Regions from separate parts of the Zea mays genome. Here all the other regions are linked to region 2. A link is a contact called in public Hi-C data. All regions are on one chromosome and are shown on one strand. The core of a region is the stretch at or near the end of the contact, and the rest is flanking DNA. Distances in the headings are between cores, read along the strand shown.

Evidence for each region. Hi-C and Micro-C count contacts between places; a contact is called where the count stands out from the background.
Region 1: a Hi-C map of leaf shows a contact between it and region 2, with 6 times the contacts expected there. The contact joins the promoter of LOC103629907 here to the promoter of LOC100381411 in region 2. A contact is called at or near these places in 2 of 25 Hi-C or Micro-C datasets (ear and leaf).
Region 3: a Hi-C map of leaf shows a contact between it and region 2, with 2.4 times the contacts expected there. The contact joins the promoter of LOC100383161 here to the promoter of LOC100381411 in region 2. A contact is called at or near these places in 7 of 25 Hi-C or Micro-C datasets (bundle sheath, ear, endosperm and 3 more).

The regions. Positions count from the first base shown.
Region 1 is chr6:118,280,544-118,283,851 of Zm-B73-REFERENCE-NAM-5.0, reverse strand. It overlaps LOC103629907 (60S ribosomal protein L18a-like), which reads left to right and starts at 1,734. Exons shown (of 5, transcript XR_004850267.1): 1 at 1,734-2,068; 2 at 2,163-2,283.
Region 2 is chr6:117,940,070-117,943,371 of Zm-B73-REFERENCE-NAM-5.0, reverse strand. It overlaps LOC100381411 (Alpha-glucan water dikinase 1 chloroplastic), which reads right to left and starts at 1,326. Exons shown (of 33, transcript NM_001361424.1): 1 at 1,080-1,326; 2 at 641-957; 3 at 482-523; 4 at 288-397; 5 at 27-105. The coding sequence starts at 868.
Region 3 is chr6:117,680,719-117,684,463 of Zm-B73-REFERENCE-NAM-5.0, reverse strand. LOC100383161 reads left to right here and starts at 2,191. Exons shown (of 8, transcript NM_001175826.1): 1 at 2,191-3,085. The coding sequence starts at 2,363.

The DNA of each region.
Region 1 (3,308 bases), core at 485-2,984, 340 kb before region 2:
TCACGTTGGTGTCGTTCGTCACGTTCGTGGGGCTCTGTTGTTGACGGGCAGAAACACAACATCGGAGTCGGACACGACACTACAGCAAGAGAGAAGAGCAGGGGAAGAATGGGGTAAAAAGAGCAATACTAATATGTATTACACGCTCGGGTGTAGATTATGATGATGGGCAAATTTTTAGATCTAGTAATAATAGTCACCGGATATCATAAATTATAATTGCAACACTCAATTTTTATATGATACTAGGCATCTGCCCGTGCGTTGCCACGAGGCGGGGAACGTGGGGAGCGGCGCCTAGGCTACAAATATTTTTATTGTTTATTTATAAACACTAAAGTATACATGGTGTGATGATTAGTTCCAAATTTCTAGAGCAAAAAAAGGGTGTGAATTTGAATGCTCGTTTTACACTTTTTTTGTGGAGATAATTGCCATTATGGACGAAGAGAGCAGGGGATTCGACGAAATGGAGGCGTTGGCGTTGGCTTCTCTGTTTTGGAGACGCAGGCGACAGCCAAACTCCAAAACGGAAACGAGACAACACTTGGGGCTGCGTAAACAGGTATTAGTTTCCTGTCCCCGTTTACCGTTCGTGTGCGCATACGCCGTCTGGCGTACTCCTCTCCACACCGTTGCATCTCCTCCATCGCCGAATTGGACTGCTCTCGGGGTCGACATCGCTTGCGTCTCTTCTTCCTCTTGCGGCTGCTTGCGGTCTCCTCTTCGCGGCGGTGAGTTCTCCTGCTCCGCCATTACCAGACCCATGCATTTCTCTGTCTTGTATGGTTATCGTCTCTTCTCTGACCGAACCCGGTTGTGAACTTAGGTTTTCTCTGATTTCGGATCCATGGATTTCAAGCCCATTGGCATTTCGCCAGACTCCAACGCTCTTCTCAACTCCCCCGATCTAGAACCTGTGGCATCACCGTTTACAAATCATGGTACACCAAGTTTATCTGCGCCACTACCGCCATTAGGGGAAATAGGTGGCAGGATATAGGAAGTTCAGAGGATTGATGGTATACCAAGTTCATCTTTAATTGTGAAAATAGTGTTGGATGCTCCTGCATTGTCTTTAATTTTTAAAATAGTCTCGCTTATGCTTGGAGGCTCCTGCATTGTCTGTAATATAGGAAGTTTAGAGGATTGATGATGAATCACAACTGGACTGGGATTCGATTATAGTTTCTGATGTATTGGATGAAGAAGACAGAGTACAAGTACCATGCGAAAATGAGATATATTGTAATCTTGGACTCAATAAAGAGGATGAGGCTGCGAATAATAGATTGCGTGATAGATTTTGTAGCAGTGGTACAAATTGTCATGCGCAAGGAAGTTTAGATACTGACAACGAAGACCACCATGCTGATCAGCCTTGTCAAGACAGAGAAATGCATGGGTCTGGTAATGACGGAGCAGGAGAACTCACCGCCGCGAAGAGGAGACCGCAAGCAGCCGCAAGAGGAAGAAGAGACGCAAGCGATGTCGACCCCGAGAGCAGTCCAATTCGGCGACGGAAGAGATGCGAATGGTCACAAGAGGAGTACGCCAGACAGCGTCTGCGCACGCGAACGGTAAATGGGGACAGGAAACTAATATCTGTTTACGTAGCTCCAAGTGCTGTCTCGTTTCCGTTTTGGAGTTTGGTTGTCGCCTGCGTCTCTAAACCAGAGAAGCCAACGCCAACGCCTCCATTTTATCGATTCCCTGCTCTCCTCGTCCATAATGACAATTATCTCTTTTTTGCGGGTGCTATTATGTTCTTATTCTTCTCCAAACCCGATGATCGCTGTCGTCTAATCTACCGCGCGCAAGCCTCCCCTCGGGGCTAGATCTCCGGTCTCCGCTTGCCCAATTTCCACCACTGAGGCGATGCAGGAAGCCAAGCACCTCACCACCTCAAAGCTTCCGCCGCAATCCCAATCCTCATCCCCATCCCCTTCGGCTCCCGCCGCGAACCCTCCCCCATACCATCACGACTATGGTACCTTTCACCGGCCGTTTCAGCCGACGCTGCCCGTCGTAGGCCCCGCCTACCATGACTACCATGCCTCTCCTATCGGTGGGTGCTCCTGTCCCGGCGCTATTACCCTCGATTCTCGCCCTTCTGGTTTCGAGATATGACTCGATGCTTCGGTCTGTTCGTTGGCGCTCAGGGTTCGGCAGCCAGGGGTTCGTTGCCTCCCCGGGCGCCGTCCAGCAGCAGGTCTTCGTGGAGGGCATCCCCGTCCGAGAGCCGCCCCTACCGTTCTGCGGCGTCGGCGTCGGCTGGTTTTTGTGAGTGCTCTATGTACCAAGGCGACACGGATCGAGCTAATACTGTGCGGCATGTTTGTTTGGGGCAATTGACGTTCGGTTGGGGGTAATTTAAACGAGGGAACGGGAGTTTCGAGTTAAGAGTTAAGTTTTTTTTTGTTGGTTTCGTGGAAGTCAGAGTTTGCTGTGGAGGAGAAATGCAGTTTAGAGGCCTATTCGCCTAGAGAGTCAAATGGTAATTAGGTGAGAATTGTGCTTTTAATGGATTTCATGACTTTTCTGTATAATTTACCATTCAAAACCTTCACAATAAACAAGGAATATGACCATGAAATCTGTCTTTAACTCCCTTTTATTTTCTTCCTACTGTTGCATCTAAACCACGTGATGCTCTTCCAACGCCTATTTTAGAACGGTGACATGATTCCACAATAGCCTGTTGTCTGGATTGTTTCCTTACGCTTCTTATAATAATGTTGGCAACTATTATCGGAGAAGGCTAAGCATTCTTCAGAGGAGTGCTCACCGGGCACTGAATAGGGCTTGGCGCAACTGGCGCAAATCGAGCTTGGCCAGAACCAGAGTAAAGAGGAGGAATATGTGCAGGCAAGATGGTGGCGGTGTGTGTGGTAGTTGTTCCTACACCACACCACGAAGCACCAGATGCGCGTCCTCCTGTGGTAGCGGCTGACTGAACATAATAGAAGTAGGGAAAGAACCCACCCAATCAGATCTGAAAAGAAAGTTGTGGCAACAACGGTTGCTTATTTCTGCTGGAGACTACTGGTTTTCATCACCAGCCACCGGCTGATGGATCTAGTTAAGATAAGAGAGGGATGTGCGTGAGGTGGTGTATGAAGGGAGGGGCGAAGGGGCTGAGGTGGTGATTGGTCGTGCGCTTGGCAATGTTTTGAAGTCGTCTGGTCGAACCTAGTCATATAGCTACTGACCAGTCGATTAGTCATGATTAGTCGTCGACCAGATCGACTAATCGACCCTAGTTGAGCTGGTCGTACATTTAGTCGTCCATATGTTTCTGGACATAT
Region 2 (3,302 bases), core at 77-2,576:
AAGATCCTTGATGCAAGACGACTGACCTTTACAAAAGGTGTCCTGAGAGCCCTGTTCTTGTACACTGTCGTTCCATCAGGTTTTCTGGACGGGAGGATCCAATCTCTGCAGCCAAGTAGCTCAAGTACATCAAATTCAATCTAAAAGGAAGTGCAGCAAATGGCATAAGAGCATGTGTGACTGAGTGCAAAAGCGGGAAGAGAAGCTTCGACGGCAGCAAATGGCATACGAGCATGTTTGAGACATGTTTTATCATCAAAAGCGGCAAGAGAAGCAGTGCCTCACACCTCTTGTCCGGGCGAAGGGCTCCCCAATGCAAAATCAGGGAACCGCTTGTGTTGGTCACCTCCAGGCTAATCTCTGACACCAAACCCTGCGGCGCTGGGTTCACTGCGACCTGTTCCCACACAATGCACCAATAGTGTTATAGAGATAAAATCGTAGCAGATGGGTGAATGAACCTGGTATCCAGCGGTCGCACCTGGAGCTCGGAGTTGGAATCCAGCGTGAACTTTCCGATAAGCTGCGACAAGAGCAACGGAAAGACATGAAAATGAAGCAGGCAAATTGCCAAACAGTGGGAGAACATCAGCTGATGATGGCCCAGCGGCGAAAGATAGAGCAGGCATGAGGTGCTTACGTCGGGGGACGCGCGGTCCGCGGACGTGGCGACGGCGCGCGGCACGACGGGGCCGCGGCTAGAGGCGGAGAGCGTCGTGGGGCGGCGCTGGCCCCCGCTGCGTCGGAGGGACGCTGGCTGCGGCTGCTGCTGCCGCTTCGCTGGCGAGGAGGCCGCGGGCCGTGCGCGGAACGCGAGCGCGCACCGCTCAGCCGCCGCTGCGTTGGCCGCGGCACTGAATCCGGACATGGCACGCGAATCTCAACCGCTCGGACACCTTTTGATACCGACGTTGCAGCGAATCTCAGCCGCTGTTGGTCGGCTTGCTCACTCGCTTCCTACACATACCAGAAGAAACCAGAAGGAAAAAAAAAAGACGAAGCAGATATTATCGCGAGGAAGCGAACGAGTGGAATGCAGGCAAGAACAAGAACCGCCAGGATCAAGCCAGCGCACGCACGGACGGAGACAGTCACGGAGTATCAAGAAGCCACGGACACGATCAGCAAGATGAAGCCGCGGCGCACTCACGGTGGCTCCGAAAGAGCGAAGAGGGGTGGCGGTGAAAAGAAGAGGATGGGAAGGAGGCGCGAGCGGCGAAGCGCGGGCTGCGGAGGAGGAGGATGGAGTGGGAGGAGGAATGGGCGCGGGCGGGGCGGGCGGTCAGCGCAGCGTCTCGTTGCTCGCTCGCCTCTCTCCTCTGTCCCGTTCCCGAAGAATGCGCACAGTCCGGCGTCGGCGTGGGTGGACGCTACGAGACGCGACCTGTAATTATCTTCTCGCTTGGAGGTAGCAAGAGACCGAATTACAATGCCAATTTCGCATCCTCTCCCTTCCTGCTTCTATCATTTTCAGCGCACTGAAAAAAAAAAGTAGCACCATGCCACCATCAGTGGAAAGACGTAGCAACATGAACATGTGAGATTTTACTAGCAAGCCTAATTTTTTTTCTATTGGTGTGGATATGAAAAGCTGCAAAGTAGTGGTTTTACATCCTGGGTGTATATAATATTTTTTCTAATATGTAGTATTAGTTTTTACAGCTTTATCTCTCTCTTCTCTTTCTTTTTATCTCTCTTTTACCTCAACAATTAGTTATTTTACAGCATATTATTGTACTTGCTTTGCTCTGAGAAGCGATAACTGACAGCGTTACATTCAGTTTTTGAGCCAATCATATATTTCCTGGTGTCCTTAATTTTATCCGTCATTTATATGGCACTTGAATTTGCATCAGATTTCAGGTGCTGCAACTAGTTTCGGACAAGCATGTGGCAACAAAATCAAACAAATCTTCAACATACACATACGCAAAATCGTTAGAACTTATTATATCAATCAAAAGTACTGCTAGAAACGAATTTAAGCTGAGGCTTGATTTTGGCAAGAACGACAAAAATATGTACGTTACGTAGCATATACTTACAGCTCATTGCCTAGTTAGCCCACAATCAACTGCAGCCTAGGATATCGATCCCCGGTTTGACCCCTCAACACTGGCCGATATGGCCGCGTTGATGGCACAAGATCTAAAACGAATCACAGTATTGATGATTGATGAAATTTAGAGCAAGCCACTATTGTGTTTTATACAATTTAGAAGAAATTTATTTGCCTATGCCACTGCATGCTACCTTTGGTAGTTTTGTGAAGAAATTACTTGGATAGTCTGTGACGTTTTTTTGAAAAGAAAAAGGATGTAGAGGAAACCTGCGGCACAGCTTTATTTATTGCATAAAATATAACAAGATGAAACAAAGGAACCGAACGAGCTGGATAGAAAAAAGAGAAAGAGAAAGAAGAGGATACTAAAAAATTAAGAAAGAGAAAGAAGAGGATACTCAAAAATTAAGGGTAGGGCTAAATCCAAACATCTGAAGCTCCAACGTGTCATTGAAACAAATCATCCATGTAGAAAACGAAGGGACCATATTTTTAAAGATGAAATCATTTCTTTGCTTCCAGATGGTCCAAGTCACAAAAGCCACAATTTTTATGAAGAGGCGTCGGGCAAAAGCGCTCTTCGCATTTTCGAACATTAGAAAGAAATCTAGCTCAAGATTCCACTGAATACCGACATACTGCCAGCATTCCAAGCTGAAAGGACACTCAAACAACAGATGGAACGAATGTAGCCTCCTTGCAGTTAGAGTCACAAAGAACACAATGCAGATCACTAGAAAACCTTTCCTTCTGAGCAAATTCTTCGAGTTGATTTTATCTCTTAAGACAAGCCAAACAAAGATTTATTTTTTTACCATTGTGCTCTTGTAATGTAGATGAAGAATAGGTATTGCTCCAACGCCATTATGTTACAATCTGTACTTTGTTTATTACTATAGATTTATTATGGGCATAAATATATTTTAACTATTTTGTGGACTTATGGGTCCAATATATTCTATACTCATAATTCGTAAGAAAAATATATGGAATAACCTAACATATCTCATAGCTTTGCCACTGCATTTAAGTCACTAAACCTACATGAATGCATTTAGTCCCTCAAATGCTTTGGTAATTAATGACAACATAAGGTTGTTATGGCTAATATGTGTTTTGCAAGGCAAATTTGAGTTCAGGTCACAATGATGGAGATTGTTTCATGCAATCTATGGTTTTCATGTCCCTATTTATGGTTTCATTTTTTGTTTGTTTTAAATGGAGGAAAGACAAGGTTAAT
Region 3 (3,745 bases), core at 942-3,441, 260 kb after region 2:
CCTGACCAAATCGCCGCACCGACCGACCAAATCGTAGGAGCATTTAATGCAAAGGTGGCCTGACACCTTTACCCTGACGCGCGCTCCTCAGCCGACAGAGCCGAAGTGACCGCCGTCACTTCACCGCTCCACTGACCGGTCTGACAGAAAGACAGTGCCGCCTGCGCCGCTCCGACTGCGGTGCCACTTGACAGAGTGAGGCTGACAGGCAGTCAGGCCCGGCCGCACGCACCATAGGAAGCTCCGCTTCGCCCGACCCGGGGCTCGGACTCGGGCTAAGCCCCGGAAGACGGCGAACTCCGCTCCGCCCGACCCCGGGCTCGGACTCGGGCTAAGCCCCGGAAGACGGCGAACTCCGCTTCGCCCGACCCAGGGCTCGGACTCGGGCTAAGCCCCGGAAGACGGCGAACTCCGCTCCGCCCGACCCAGGGCTCGGACTCGGGCTAAGTCCCGGAAGACGGCAAACTCCGCTCCGCCCGACCCAGGGCTCGGACTCGGGCTAAGCCCCGGAAGACGGCGAACTCCGCTCCGCCCGACCCAGGGCTCGGACTCGGGCTAAGTCCCGGAAGACGGCGAACTCCGCTCCGCCCGACCCAGGGCTCGGACTCGGGCTATGCCCCGGAAGACGGCGAACTCCGTTCCGCCTGACCCAGGGCTCGGACTTGGGCTCAGCCCCAGAAGACGACGAACTCCGCCTCGCCCGACCTAGGGGCTCGGACTCGACCTCGGCCACGGAAGACGGACTCGACCTCGACCTCGGAGGAGCCTCCACATCGCCCCAACCTAGGGCGCAGACCGGCCACGTCAACAGGAGGCGCCATCATTACCCTACTCCGAGCTGACTCAGGCTACGGGGAACAAGACCGGCGTCCCATCTGGCTCGCTCCGCCAGATAGGCGATGATGGCGCCCCGCACGCTCCCTGACGATGGCGGCTCTCGGCCCCCTTACGGAAGCAAGAGGACGTCAGCAAGGACTCAACGGCCCCGACAGCTGTCCCTCCGCTAGGCTCCAGCGCTCCTCCGACGGCCACGACATCACACAAACCGGGCGCCAAAATCTCTCCGGCCGCCACGATGGCGTGTACTTAGGGCGCTAGCTCTCCTCCGCTAGACACGTAGCACTCTGCTACACCCCCATTGTACACCTGGATCCTCTCCTTACACCTATAAAAGGAAGGACTAGGGCCCTCTTAGAGGGGGTTGGCCGCGCGGGGACGAGGACGAGACAGGCGCTCGCGTGAGGCCGCTCGCTCCCTCCCCCGTGTGGACGCTTGTAACCCCCTACTGCAAGCGCACCCGACCTGGGCGCGGGACGAACACGAAGGCCGCGGGATTTCCACCTCTCTCTCGCCCATCTCCGGCCGCCTCACTTTCCCCCCTTCGCGTTCCGCCTCGCGTCGACCCATCTGGGCTGGGGCACGCGACGACATTTCACTCGTCGGCTTAGGGACCCCCCGGTCTCGAAACGCCGACAATGATGATAATGATGTTCCTCGATGACTAAAGTTTAGTCTCTACTCGGTTTGATTGTAGGGGCTAAAAATATTCAGAATACATTAAATGAATCATTAGAAGACCAAAATACTCCATATTATTTTTCTGCCATTAGTGCAATTGAAATAAACGAGGAGACAAAAGTAGAATTAATATAGTTTAGTTTCTTTTAGTCACATCTTAAGGGATTAGAGAATAAAATAGTTTAGTCCCACTGTTTGAAAAATGAGACTAAAAGGAATGGACTAATCTTTAGGGGATGTTTAATTTCTAGGGACTAATTTTTAGTCACTTTATTTTATTTCATTTTAGTTCTTAATTTGCCAATACGAAAACTAAAACTCTATTTTAGTTTCCGTATTTAACAATTTAGAGATTAAAATAAAATAAAATATAGGACTAAAAATTAGTCCGTATAAACCATATAGATAAATACCCCTTAGGGCTTGTTCATTTTGATGATAATCCACATGTATTGGATGGGATTGGACCAGTTTAAATCCATAATAAATCAAAATTCATCTCAATCTCACCCAATACACTCCAATACACATGTAATATCAATAACCGAACAAGCCCTTAGTATCTCAAACAAAACAAGGACTAAAATAGGTTTTAATGGGTATCGGGTCTCAATGTCTCACTAACACCTCTAGACACGACCGAGTCCCGTGCCCACGCCGCCACGCGAGATCGGCAGATCCATGGCGCCTCATCTCCCTCTCCATCCCCATCCGCTGGTTACTCGATCTAAACCCTAATCAATATAGTTCGCACCAGATCGATCGCGTCTCAGGTCAAAATCTGAAACGATTTGAACGATCAGAACGAACAACGATTTAGCTTCAGCTCCTGAATCCAGCAGCAATGGATCGCTCCCGCTCCAAGCGCGGCTACCACTACGACCAGGACTCCCCAACGTCCCGCTCCAAGCAGCGCTTCGACCGCCGCAGCGGCGGCCAGAATGCTAACTCGAGCTACCACCGCCGCGGCCCCCCTGGCGGCGGCGGCTCCGACCGCCGCGGGTTCCTGCCTCCCGACGCCGCGCCGCCCCCGCCCCCGCCTCCTCCTCCTCCCTCGTCGGCCACGGCGGACGGCGGCGCTGGTTCCACCGCCACAACCTCCTTTCGGATCCTGTGCCCCGAGTGCAAGGCCTATAGTTTCTCTCCCGGTTTCGTTGCCAAGGTCCGGGACGACAGCGGTGCGCTTGTCACTGTGCATCCGCCCTTCGCTGGCGACTACGTCCGGGTCATCGAGACGGTCGACGGCGCGAGGCGTGAAGCGGACGGCTGCCCGCCCATGTTCTCCCCGGCCCAAGAGGCGCTTCTCATGGTGCACCGCCGGATCCTCGAGACTGACGCTGACGACGGCGACGAGGACGGCGAGTATGGGCCCAGGGGCAAGGATGCCAGGGACAGGGGGAAGACCACTACACGACTCATCGTTCCTAAGCAGCACGTAGGATGCCTGCTCGGCAAAGGCGGCAAGATCATAGAGCAAATGAGGATGGAAACCAAGACGCACATCAGGATCCTGTCGCGTGGCCAGCACACGCCGCGCTGCGTCTCCTCGTCCGAGGAGGTTGTACAGGTAAGACAATTGATTGCTACACCCTGCAATGTGGTAGTTTATTTCGTCAGTCAAACAAGAGGATTTGTAAGAAACAAAGAACACGCATGAATGAATATGCAAACATGCACGTCATACTGCCATGTTTAATTAAGCAAGAATATCAAAGCTAGTTCCCCTACTCTTTAAGCTCCATCAATGCTTGAATGAAAACCAGAAAAAACACTTAAACCAATCTCAAGAAACAATAAAAAATAGCAACGAAATGAACACCCATAGTCCAAGCCTGCAAATTCAACTCTCCTTCCCCAGCAGCTTGATGCCTGAATGTGTTTCATGTGTCCTTTGGATGCAACACATGAAAAGTGCAGAAATTTCAAGAGAGGGACAGACACAAAGGAAAGTTTTCTACTTTTCCTACAAAATTCATATGTTTTGATACATTCCATAGCAACCTAAAGGAATTTGATAGGGTTTAATCCTTTCTTCCAAATGGGCGGATAGGAAATCTTTCTATAGGATAAAATGCTCCAAAATTGCTATCAACAGCAACAACAAAGCCTTTTAGTCCCAAGAAAATTATGGTAGACTAGAGTTAAAATCTAAAGCCACAAGTCACAATTTAGGCATGTGGATAGCTGTTTTCTATTCACTCCTATTCAAGGCTGAATCATTGGATAT